Regions from separate parts of the Zea mays genome. Here region 2 is linked to region 1. The links are chromatin contacts, called in public Hi-C maps. All regions are on one chromosome and are shown on one strand. Each heading gives the region's core, a stretch centred on a gene start, on an enhancer-like site or on the middle of the called end of the contact. The rest is flanking DNA. Distances are from core to core; before and after follow the strand shown.

What was found. A called contact is a pair of places that touch in the nucleus more often than the background predicts.
Region 2: a contact with region 1 is called in a Hi-C map of endosperm, with 2.6 times the contacts expected there. The contact joins the promoter of LOC100273525 here to the promoter of LOC103647464 in region 1. A contact is called at or near these places in 2 of 25 Hi-C or Micro-C datasets (ear and endosperm).

The regions. Positions count from the first base shown.
Region 1 is chr2:189,399,068-189,405,234 of Zm-B73-REFERENCE-NAM-5.0, reverse strand. LOC103647464 (keratin-associated protein 5-4) reads right to left here and starts at 3,244. Exons shown (of 5, transcript XM_008672002.4): 1 at 2,641-3,244; 2 at 1,206-1,258; 3 at 99-143; 4 at 1-11. The coding sequence starts at 2,772.
Region 2 is chr2:189,819,841-189,826,517 of Zm-B73-REFERENCE-NAM-5.0, reverse strand. LOC100273525 reads left to right here and starts at 2,441. Exons shown (of 6, transcript NM_001147943.1): 1 at 2,441-3,046; 2 at 4,816-5,038; 3 at 5,209-5,492. The coding sequence starts at 2,595.

The sequences.
Region 1 (6,167 bases), core at 1,995-4,494:
TCTTCTTCTTTCTGAAAAATTGAAGGAAAGGAAGTCAATTCATAATAGCATTTGTGGATGCTTCAGAGTAATTATAACATCGAGTCTATAGATCATACATCGGTATTAGTGGGTCTTGTTTTGTACCAACAAACTCATTTACCCTGGAAGGTTTAAAATGAGAGAATGTTAGAGAAAATATAAACAGAATGTGCTTCAAACAGTGAAGAAAAATATGCAACATATCTGAAGTTAGGCCAAAACAACCAACGAATTATCATAACAGTGCACTGCGAAATAATTCAGTGGGCGATAATTTAATAGCCTTCCAAACTGCATATACATATCCACATTCCATTGGAAGGGTTAGTTGGAAACATGCCAAATAGGATTAATTGTATACATGCCGCTCGACTTTTACAAAATTACACGGGTAGTTCATTTTGATGTCATGGAGTGGCATGAAAGTGAACTGGTTTCCACTTTTTTTCAAAAAATTGAGTGGCATGTTTCTAATTAACCCTTCAATATACGTGACATTCAGACTTCAAGAGCTAAATACAGTAAAGTAAATTTTGATTAGTGATTTGTTTGGAATGGCTCCGACTCCAGCTCTCGCAGCAGCTTCGGCGATGGAGCCATACCATACTTAGGAGGAGGAGCTGTTTTCTAGTGATAGCAGAGGAGCCGGAGCTGGAGCAAGATTTTTTTTTTTTGGTCTCGAGGATCTGCAATTTGTGGGTCCTCCTCAAGTACTCCCCGGTTCCAGCAAAGACATGTCAAACAAGCCCTAGCAAACTATTAATTTGATCTTTTGGCCAAATGTAGTAAATATGGTAACCAAAATATTATCAGTCAGTACTTCAGGCCTCCCGGAAGTAGGAGCGAAAATGTTGGAATGGATCACAAACTGAGCCACTAGCTAAAAAAGGACATTCAATGCAAAACCATGTACCAAACACTGGTCTGTGTGGGGTTGTTTGCTGAATACTTATAAGTGCATAGAACAATGCCTCCAAAGACCATACTGATATAGAATTGGGTTGAAGTACAATTAACCAATAACAATTTGTTGTGGCAAGATATAAGTGACAGAATGATGAATAATAATGATAATAAAATCAATCTTCATTTGACATGAAACCAAGATTTCATCATAAACACGGCATTTGCAATAGATGCCAAGGAAAGAGTACATGCAATGCAGGAAGGGCAACAGTGCATACTCTTTACAACTTCTAGAGACTGGTGGAACACCTTCGAGTGATTGTAGCTCGTCCTGCAAAAATCATACTGATGTCAAATAAATGCAGTTTTTAGGCGGTCTCCAGCAGCTATCCTCTCCCATCTCTATCTCATCTCCTATTTAAAACTTCCTATGTAAACAATGTAATATACCGTGCAAATCCACTATTTTACACGATTTTTTTTTGGACGTATGCTACTCGTGAAAGTGGTACCAAGGAAACATGGTTGCAGACTGTAAGCCTGATCACCCATGAGAAATAATGTGAAAGGAACGCTAAATATTTGGAATTATGCATAGCTATTTGTTATTTGCCCCAAACCAACAATATCTGATGTGTAGACTCGTTGTGCGGGGCATTTTCAAAAGAGAATGAGGACAGTTTAACTAAAAATGTTCTGTGGGAAAAATAAATTTTACGGTGGCGAACACTGAAACCATCAATCCACTAGCCTGTTTATATTCATGGCATTCACTGACTGCACCTGCAGCTACCTCCAGTGCTTTGGACATCATATAAATAAAAAGAAGACCAAAGCACACTTGACCAGTAAAGATTAAATGAAGTGCTTTACTCACCTGGATAGCGTCGCAAATCTGCTCCTTAAAGCAGAGCACGGCGTCAAAAGGACACTCGTTTCCCTTGATTAAAAAAAACACAAAATCTAGTCCAGAACATAGAAAGCCCCAAAACTGTGGCAGCCCAGCCCATAAACACCAGTAGTACATGTACTGTACTGTACGGTGCACCGTGCAGCGCACCACCTTTGCCTCTGCTGCACGAACACTCATGATAGCGCTAGTGCCTGACGAAGGAACGCCATGCCGTGTGCGTGTCCGCGGAGCAAGAACGGAAGGGGGACACGCCCACCCGCCGCTCCACGCGCAGCTCTGACACGGGCAGCGCGCCAGTGCCACTGCCCACTGCGGTCTGCGGCACTGCCCATGCCCCCGTCCCCTCTTTTCTCCCAAGGAACCGAACCGCACGGCCCAAGAGGACAAGAGGTACAGCCGCGGCACGCCCGAAGAGGGCAACTGGGCTGGGCGAGCCTGTCGCGCGTCGGGAATAGCTGCCGGGATCCGCCGCCCTCCCTCCCTCCATCCCTCCGCATTTTTAAGGCTCTCATCCCCAAACGAAGACGAAATAAATGGCGTGGTGTGCTCCAACGATCAGATTTTGCACACCAACCTGCCATTAAACTAGTGCATCTCCCCCACACGCACACGCTAGTACTGGCCCCCCTTCTACACGCTGCACATGTTTCCTAGAAAACGAGAGCGCGCGACGAATCGGATGCTTACTGCAGCTGGTGGTGATTTTTTTTTTTTTTGAAAGTTTTTTTTTAGTTAGGGCAAGTCAAAGGGGGACGAGACAGAATCACAGAAAGGGAACGGTCCTGCCGGCGATGCCTCACCTTGAGGAAGTCGATCTCGCGGTTGAGGGCCTGCAGCTCCAGCTGCAGCCGGCGGCGGCCGCACAGGTCCGGGTACCTCGGCGGCGACTTGGGCCGTGGGGGCTCCAGCACCACCGCCACCTCCTCCCCCATGGACCTCACATGTACTGGCGGCTAGCAGAGTACCTCCCACACCGGCACACCTCCCCCTAACGAGTGCCGGCCGGTGTTCGGGACTAGAGAAGCGGAATGTTGAGGAGGGAGTGGTGGCTGGCTGATGGTGGTATAAGTCGCGGCGATCGGGCGATGAGCAGGGGGACAGCGGGCTGAGGCGGGTGGAGGATATCGCACGCACGGGAGTGACGGACACGCGCGCTCGTGTCTGCGCACGCGAGGGGAAGCAGGATGAGAGGAAGAAGAGGAAGTGGGAGGATTGGATGAGGAAGCGAGGAGCAGGACGTCCCCATATACTGATTACTGAGCGGGAGGGAGAGAGAGAGAGGATGGCTGCGCGGGCAATAATGGCAGAGAAGGGGGCGTGGGGTTGAGAGAGAGAGAGAAACGGGAGAGCAGGGGAGGAAGGACGCTGTTGGGGTTTAATAGGTGGGCCTTGTTTGACTGCGACGTGGGTCCCAGGCCCACATGGTTCGGGGTTTAAGCTAGGGACGCCGCCGTGGGGTGGGACGGAACAGTAGGGTAGGAAGTAGGATCACGGACGGCGTTATGGTGATCTTGGTCTCGTTGCCGTTGCCGTTGGACCCTTCTCAATCTTCTCCGGTGGTGGTTTGCGAGTCCGCCTCCGCTGACGACGAGCTCAACAGTGCAAAACCATCATGATGCGGCGTCGGTGAAATCATGGCGAGCGCCGAGGATCTGTTTAGCAGCTCCACTTTTCTCAGAAGAGGATTTCAGATCTAATAAAACAGGCCTCGATGGGTCACTCGTATCATCCGACAGAGAAGCAATGACCCTACCTGATGCAACAGCCCAACGTATGAGATTCACGGCTGGTGGCAGCTAATGATAATATCATTTCTTTTTACAGAACGAGCACGTTACAATATCCAAAGTTTCATTATCTTGCCAATTCTATCTACGAATCTAGACAAACTCATGTCTCGTAACTAAAATTGCAGTCCTTTTTAAGACATGTACAACATTGCTTTAGAGACTAAATGACAAAAATACAGGAGACTTTCTCTTCTCGGATAGCCAGCCTCTACTCGATTTTCTGTGTATATATTGTCTCTAAACTACATTTATAATATGAATGATTTTAAAAACAACTCATTGTATCATGCAATCTCTTACTTATATCTTGTACATGAAAATCGATGTACGGGCTTATGTTTATACATGTCTTTAGACGAATTACAATACTCCACCTCAGCTAATTTCATACCATCCAATACACTACCATGCCATCAAATTGATGATTTGGTCCAAACAACTCCGCGGGGAACAACTTAAGTGGCTTGATGGTTGACATCATACTCTTGCAGTCTTGCTACGATATGTGTTTGGTACTCCTTGCTCGCTCAACACGAGCTAAATAATCTATTCGATTGTTTCATTTTAACATGAGCTAATCTTCTATACCATGACCAACTCGTACTTGACTTGGTGAACATACATATCGTAAGATTTGTTTCGCTATCACCAAAGTCCACCAAATAAGGGCCTGTTCGGTTAGACCCTTCCCGGCCGGGATCACAGCCCGATCCACGTGGATCACCCCCTCCTGGAAACAATCCCGACCCATAAAAAAATGGTGTTCGGTTAAGCCCTGTTGCCCTCGGCCTGGAACGGTGCCCCTGTCGAGTCCATGATTTTTTCGTTGCCCCTGACCTGGAACGGCGCCCGGTCTCTCAGCGGTGGAAAATATCCCCACGCGAAGCAGCCGCAAGGCAACAGGCGTAAAGCAGGCGGCGGCGACTAGGCTTGGACGCGAGATTCCTCTCCCCGACGTCGATTTCCTCCGACAGTCGACTTCTCACCAGTACTCTTCTTCCTCTGTGTCTCCTATTGCATCTAGGGTCCAAGAATTTATAGTCGATGGGCAAATCTAGGATCCCCATCGCCGACACACGAACTTCGCCTGACGCAGTCAACGGCTACGCAGCCGGAGCCCCATCGCCGGCGAGCGTTGCGTGAGAGGGCAAGAGCGGAGATGCTCGCTCTCCCTCTCCAGCTCTGCATCTGTGCAATAAAGAAGCAGCTGCGTGAAAGAACCATATGTGAGCTGCGTTAAAGAAGCAGCTGTGCAGAAGATGAGGCTTGGGGCTTCTTCCATACAGTTACGCCTATGAATCATTCATATATGTAGACAACAATAAAGATACTTCCTACCCAATGACGATATTGTATCTTCATTTATTACTACTGCAATATTTCACCATTAGTAAAACCTGACAGCAAGTGAGATTTCTATGGGTCTGTTTGGTTGGGCTGTGGCTGTGGAAAAAGTTGCTGTGGGCTGTGAGCTGTGGAAAAAGCTGCTATAGGCTGTGTGCTGTTAAAAAGCTAAAAATCGTTTGGTGGAAACCACTAAAAGTCGTTAAAAGTTCTTTGATATATGTTTTCACAGTTCCATCCAAAAGCCACTAAAAGCAGGTCCAGGGGTGCTTTCAGTTTTGCACTACGAGAAAGTCGGCTTTTAGAAAAAGCTGCTTCGTGGATCCAACTCTTTGGTTGGCTTTTGGCTTTTAGGGGGCAAAAGCCAAAGCCAAAAGCCAAACCAAACACACCCTATGTATGACTGCCTATGGATATCCTTAAAACCTGGAGCAATAAATCACCATTAATTACTATTGCAATATATGACAATGTATCCTTCTTCCTCCTATTAATTCTTTTATCACCTGGCCATTCCTTCCCCCACTAAATTACTAGCTACAGCATGTTACTGTATGCTACTGCCAGTAATTAATGTTACTCATGTACCATATTGATATTATTTGTTCATGTTCTATGACGCTTCTCTGTATTATGAACTATTGACGTCTTTTTCTTGTAATGCAATTCACTTGTTACTTGATCAAATTCAGTTTTAGTTTTTATATACTCATCAAATTCAGTTTTAGTTTTTATATACTCATCGAATTCAGTTTTAGTTTTTATATACTCATCAAATTCAGTTTTAGTTTTTATATACTCATCAAATTCAATTTCAATTTTTATATACACATTTTGATACCTTAAATGTCGAAGCAAATACCATCTATAGAGAAGAAGACAAACTATTTAGAAACCAGACAAAAGGACAAGAGAAACCAAACAAAAGGACAAGCAGCAACTACATATCGACTCTTGGTTCACCACTTCTGCCCCCCTGTTTCAGTAGTATACCTAATCTTGTTCTTGCTCCTGAGACATATCCATGAAGCGTAATAACCACCGGAAACAAAGCTGTCATGGATGAAGTATAAAAGAAAATTTAAACAATGCCAAGCATGCATTAAAAAGAGAACAACAGATGTAGACAAGTTGAGATCATGAGAACCAACTTTTCTACCAGATTACTAGCCATTACAAACTAGTGGTTTAGA
Region 2 (6,677 bases), core at 1,192-3,691, 420 kb before region 1:
ACTGGGCCTCGGGCGAGCCGAAGGTGTGTCCGTTGCTTGAGGGGGCCCTCGGGCGAGACGTGAATCCTCCGGGGTCGGCTGCCTTTGCCCGAGGCTGGGCTCGGGCGAGGCGAGATCGTGTCCCTTGAGAGGACTGAGCCTTGACCTTAATCGCGCCCATCAGGCCTTTGCAGCTTTGTGCTGATGGGGTTACTAGCTGAGATTAGGAGTCTTGGGGATACCCCTAATTATGGTCCCCGACACACTCCGTAAAAAACTAAAATTAAAGTGAACATGACCCATATATCAGATATTAATCTACAGATAAAAACGAGAAAGATATAAAAAAAATTGCATCCTTCTTTATAGCCGGCTCGTCCGGTTGTCATCCTTTGGCTATTGGGCGGTACTATCTGGGAGCACTATGCTGCGTACAACTTTCGTAAAATGCGTTAAATGTATGTCATTAAATGGCAATTCTCCATTTCTAATTACTTAGAAATCATTCGAAAAGGATATGTTTCTGAACTGCTATATAATAAAGAACACTAGCAGACCCTATTAGGAGGTGGATACAAGCACTATAGACGTATCCCTGTCCCCCATTTATAACTTGTACATACTTATTCATTGAAATAAAAAGTAATGTAAGGACTTCTCTACAGTAAGTTTTGATAAAAAATACATAGAAATCCCAAATTAGAGAAAACAACCCATATAGACACACACACTAACTATATAAAAGTTGCCAAACAAGTCAACCGAACACCCGCAACACAATTGATTAAAAATAACAAATAACAAAAATAACATCGGACACCTAAATCGAATGTCTTAGACCATCTTCAATAGTTCACTCATATGGTCATCTAAAACATTGTTTTGTACTGTAAATTGTACTGTTCGCATAGTAGAGTTTGAATATAGGGATGATGATGAGTAAGCTGCTGGAGATAGCCTTATATACCAATAGGTCATGTCTCGTATACGAGACCAGTGCAGTCCAAAGTCTAAAATGCTTCTTCTCCATTGCAACTTTAATCACAAGTTGTAGGGCCTACTGGGATTACACTACAATGTATACCCGCATAAAAGAAGCGCAATCTAATCCAAGTAAATCAAGGCAAAGACATATATATAAAGTTAAAATGCCATAAGATACCGAAGTTTGGAGTCCCTCCAGTCCTATTATGATGGATGAGAAAAGAACAATTTCATCGATGAGAAATGAACGTTTCAGTTTCAGCATTACACTGATTGTGATCGAATCACAATTGTATTGGTGGTAACTGAAATGGTCTCCTATCACCACCCTTTGAGTGCCAGTCTGGCCCCATGGACTGTCATGAGTCGAGCCAGCCAACTCGCAGCTCCTACCTCGCCTCACCGTATTCCATGTACGGAAACACGAAGCCTTCCTACACCTCTAGAGTTACGCGTATTCCATTTACGGAAACACGAAGCCTTCCTACACCTAGAGTTAGGAAATGAGTCGTCTCAACTCGTACCATTTCCATATTTTGACCCATCTATTCAGGGGTGAAGCCAGAATTCAAAATTAGGAGGACCAAATTAGATTAGGGGGCTATTAGAAGCATTTTTACACTATTTACATAAAAATTAGCTAAAAACCTAAGATATCCTGTAGAATTAGGGGAGCATTAGGGGAGACATTGCCCCTCTGCCGTCGCCCCTGCATATATTTTCGTATTTAGAAAAAAAATCAAAAATAAGATGAACATGGAAGATGATCTATCTCATCCATTTTTGTACAATCCCTTTTTATTCGGCTTGAGCCCGTATTTATTCTATATATAAAAAATCCAGAATCGGCCCAGTATGTACTAGTGCAATAGCTAAAGTCTCATATACTTACGTCACAAATTATAATATGAGATATTATTCTAGCCATTGGTTCTCCTCGATGACAAAGTGCCTAAAAACTCAAACAACATCAGTCATAGTTATATATACATCACTAACAAGTAAACAACGATAAAAATATTACCTCTTTGTATCTATTTATTTCACGTTATTATCTTGTTAGTCAGTCACCGTTTAGCCATCAATAAAATGCATATTTACATTAAAGTATAAGTTTTCGCTTAATAGTTCAGTTCCCGTTCATTTTCTATACCGTTTATTCCTTTTAGTTTTCGCTTTTGACTATTCTAAATCCGATCCTTTTTAGTCATAAAATATGGAAATAAAAACTGGAGAGAGGTTTTAACAGCCGTTTTCGTCGCTAGCACCTAGCCTTGTGGCGTTGTTGATCCCTACATCAGAGATCAGACGCACATACCTGGGCACCTGGCTTCGCGATCCAGTCGATTGGTATTACCCGCCTACGTGCACCGGGCACAAGGGAGCGGTCGCTGTGGACCTGGGACGCCGCGGTGCCCCGTGCCCCCAGACCCTTCTCTCCCTCTCGCACGACCTCAGAGGCTCAGACAAGCGCGAACCCCGCGAAGCTGCCAAGCCGCGACTGCCCCTCGACCTGCCCGCTTCCTCCGACGCCTAGGGTTTTCTACCGGGCGCCGCCGCCGCAGCCGCGGCCGGGGATGCAGGTGGCCCTGCGCAGTTAGCCGCTTTTGGATCCACCGCCGCCGCGCGCCATGTCGCTCCTGCGGCGGCGGAAGCAGCAGCAGCTACCGCCCTCGGAGGGCGACGGGTCCGACCACGACGACAACGACAAGGGGAAGAAGCCGTCCTCGTCCTCCGCGCCGCCGTCCAAGGAGCCCACGAGGCGGACCAAGGCCAAGTGGTCGTGCGTGGACAGCTGCTGCTGGCTGGTCGGGTGCGTGTGCTCCGCCTGGTGGTTGCTGCTCTTTCTCTACAACGCGATGCCAGCTTCGTTCCCGCAGTATGTCACCGAGGCCATCACGGGGCCGCTCCCGGACCCGCCCGGGGTCAAGCTGCAGAAGGAGGGGCTGCGAGCTAAGCACCCCGTCGTCTTTGTCCCCGGCATCGTCACCGGGGGCCTCGAGCTATGGGAGGGACACCAATGCGCTGAGGGTCTCTTCCGCAAGCGGCTATGGGGCGGCACATTTGGTGACGTATACAAGAGGTGCTTTATCCTCCTACTATTTTGTTGTTGTTTTTTTGTTTCCGGAATCACAGTCGTCCTCGTGAATTTAACAGTAACTAGAACTGCAGTGTGATTGGTTTTGAAAGGTTATTTGTTTCTTTGGTTGGTTGGACCTATCAATTGGATGTTTGTTGCCTACATCACATGTTCTTTAAGTTTACTTTATTTGGTCATTGATATTGTCTTTATAAAGTGCAGATTCAGTGTTTTGCTAATGTTACTGGGAATAGTTATGTGTTATTACCTTGTATTGTTTCGCAAATGTTACTGATTGCTAATCAACCTCGTCTTTTATATAGTTTTATTTAAGCATTAAGAATTTAATTCCTATGAGACTTTATAGCTGTCTTTTCAGGAAATTCTTCTTTTCAGAGACTCGGAGCTATCTCAGTGACAGGGTACTCACTGAGATCTCGGCAATGATAATTCCTCTATGATTTATCTTTTTTGTTTTATGCAAGGGTCCAAAAGTTCATTGTACTTTGATTTGGCCTTGTGCTTGGTGAGTAGGTTGGCAGCCTGTTTGGTCCCAATCTCTGTTTTAGTTATGTAGCTTCTCAAGATCTGAAATATAGCAGCAAAAACGGCTTACTGTTGTCTTGACGCAGTGTTTTTTTAGAAAGCGCTGAAAATTTTCTTAGTACCACTAGTGGAAGTGTGGAACTTGAAGTGTGCAATATATGCACTTTGGACCTGCATGGTGCTGGTGTCTTGTGAAACTATAAAGCACCAACACTTCTCTTGTACTATTTCCTTGCCCTTTACTATTCTTTCTCATCCTACTTGGTTTAGGTGGACACATGGGAACTGTTTTTATGTCGTGAAGAATAGTTATTTTTCTAAATCATGTAGTTTCTAAACTTTCAGAAGAAAACTGCATTTTGCATGAAAAGCTGGAGCTTTTTTTCTGGTACTAGGCATGCATAGCAAGGTTTCAGAAACAATTTGGTCCCCTCTAGCAGTTCTACCATTCAGGTCTTGCTTTTATAGAAAGATCCATGTTGCCTGCAATGTACTTTCTGGAAAGTGTACCGACCAGAATTTTGATCTTATTAGTCTTGTGCTGTTGAGCTATCCATGTATACTACAGGGAAAAGAAATGCCTTAGGGCTAGTTTGGCAACCTCATTTTTCTATGGGATTTTCAGTTTCCCAAGGGAAAATGAACTAATTTCCCATGGGAAAATGAAAAACCCTTGGGAAATTGTGGTTCCCAAACCAGCCCTTACAGTTTATTTTAAACAGTTACTTATTTGCACTAACATTTTGGCTGGATCATTGTTATTGGTTGCAAATATTTGGATTCTGTCATTCTGAAATCTCAAGTGCATTAAACCTCATTGGGCCCGGCATTATTTTGGCTACCAGGAAAATGAGGGGTTATGGTTTCACTTTTTTTTCCTCAGCTGAAATCCAATTTACTATGCTCAATTGCCCATCGTGAAGAACATACAATTTATGAATCTTGAACTTCAGAAGTTCTTCATTTGCCGTCCTATGAAACATGAGGACAGGTTTCACAACACATTTTGACATTATATCTTTATCAAGTCAGTTGTGGTGAACTGTGAACAAATGTGCTTGTTATGCATATCGGCACCTCTTGTATTTGCATTCTTCCCCTAGCAGTAAGGTCAACGGCACTCAGATGGGAAATAACCGAAGCATCTTATGCCATGGCAGTTGCGTACTTCTTCTTTGGCCACTGATTCTTACTTTCTCTTTCTGGTCAAATCTTCATTCTTTCAGACCTCTATGCTGGGTTGAACATATGTCGTTGGACAATGAAACTGGATTAGACAAACCTGGAATAAGGGTCAGGTCAGTCACAGGCCTTGTTGCAGCAGACTATTTCGTCCCTGGATATTTTGTTTGGGCTGTCTTAATTGCCAATTTAGCTCGTATTGGATATGAAGAAAAGACCATGTACATGGCTGCATATGATTGGAGGTTATCTTTCCAGAACACTGAGGTACTCTTCTTCGATGGCCTTATACAAGTAAATTTTAGTCAGAAGTCACCACGGATTAGCTATTTGGTTATGAACTTTTGATGCTTAGTGATAGTTCCCAGTTCCCACCGTGTAAATGGTTCTGGTATAAAATGTATTGCCATATTTGTAACGCAGATTACTATATACAGGTTCGTGATCAAACTTTGAGCAGAATAAAGAGCAATATTGAACTCATGGTAGCAACAAATGGTGGAAATAGGGTGGTGGTGATCCCACACTCCATGGGGGTCCTCTATTTTCTGCATTTTATGAAATGGGTCGAAGCACCTCCTCCCATGGGGGGCGGTGGTGGTCCGAACTGGTGTGAGAAGCATATTAAAGCTGTAATGAATATTGGAGGACCTTTCTTAGGAGTTCCCAAGGCTGTTGCTGGGCTTTTCTCATCTGAAGCCAAAGATGTTGCCGTTGCTAGGTAATTTAAACAGAGTTTGCAACTTTTAGTAGGTATTTTCATGTTATCAGGGTTGAAGTTTACTAGGTGATGCCTGCTGAGATAATATTGTTTCACAATGCTGTTCTTTATAAGATTGCATCCGAAATGTTTCGTTCTTTATCTATAGTAGTTAGCATATATCAGACTATAGTTTACATATTACTTTTGTTAATGTCATTTATCTATTTGCTTACTCAGTACCATTCTAAATTGTGCTTATCGTTTCTGGACAATATCTGTATCTTATTTACTATAGCTCTGGCATTCTGATTGCTGCTGTTACCTTACATATAATTAGCATCTAACCATGGTGATTGAGTTTATGCAAGATCAAATGTTTTGTTTGAATTGACTATAATTACTAAAATCTGCTCTGTGATGAAGTTTGTGGGGATCGAGTGGTACACAATCTAGCTTATTGGGGTCATTGCATAAAATCATTCTATATTAGCTGATATTTTTTCTCTTTAATATTCTATGATTTTTTGAAATGCATGTTGTTTTCCATTTTTCCATGTATGCAACTATTCTGGTTCAGGTATAAGGTAATTGATTCATTTATTAAAGCAAAAGGGAATAACAAAAGAATGGAATATTATTCTGAAGTTGTAAAAATCATATATTCTCGAAAAAGAAAAGAAGCGTTAAACATCATATTATGAATGGATGGAGTAACTTCTGAATTCAAGGTATCACATCAATAATGCAATCATTCATTCCCTGAAACAAGCACAATTACTATCGCAAGTCTAGGCATTTCTCAGTGACCTATCGTTGATTTCCTAAATTGGGCAGTAATACGTTCACATGGGTAAACTTGAGCTATGCTGGTCCTGTTATCCATCCTGAAAGGCTTTGTTGTTGTTGTTGTTGGTCCTGTTATCCATCCTGAAATGGTACAGAAGTTATCCTTTTGTGCTTTGTTATCCCACGAGTCATAATGTATGACAATATGACATGGCATGATGACAAAGTTATCCATATGTGATCTTAAATGAACCCAGACATTGTTTAGCATGTGGTTGTCCAGGGGTACCAATGTAAATGTTTGGATTGTGTTTTCTGATTTCATTTCCAACATGAACTTGAGCTGCTGGATACCTTTGTATCTTGATTTTCTTATATTTAGTTGCACAAAGAAAATTGCTCTTAAAATTAGTTCCC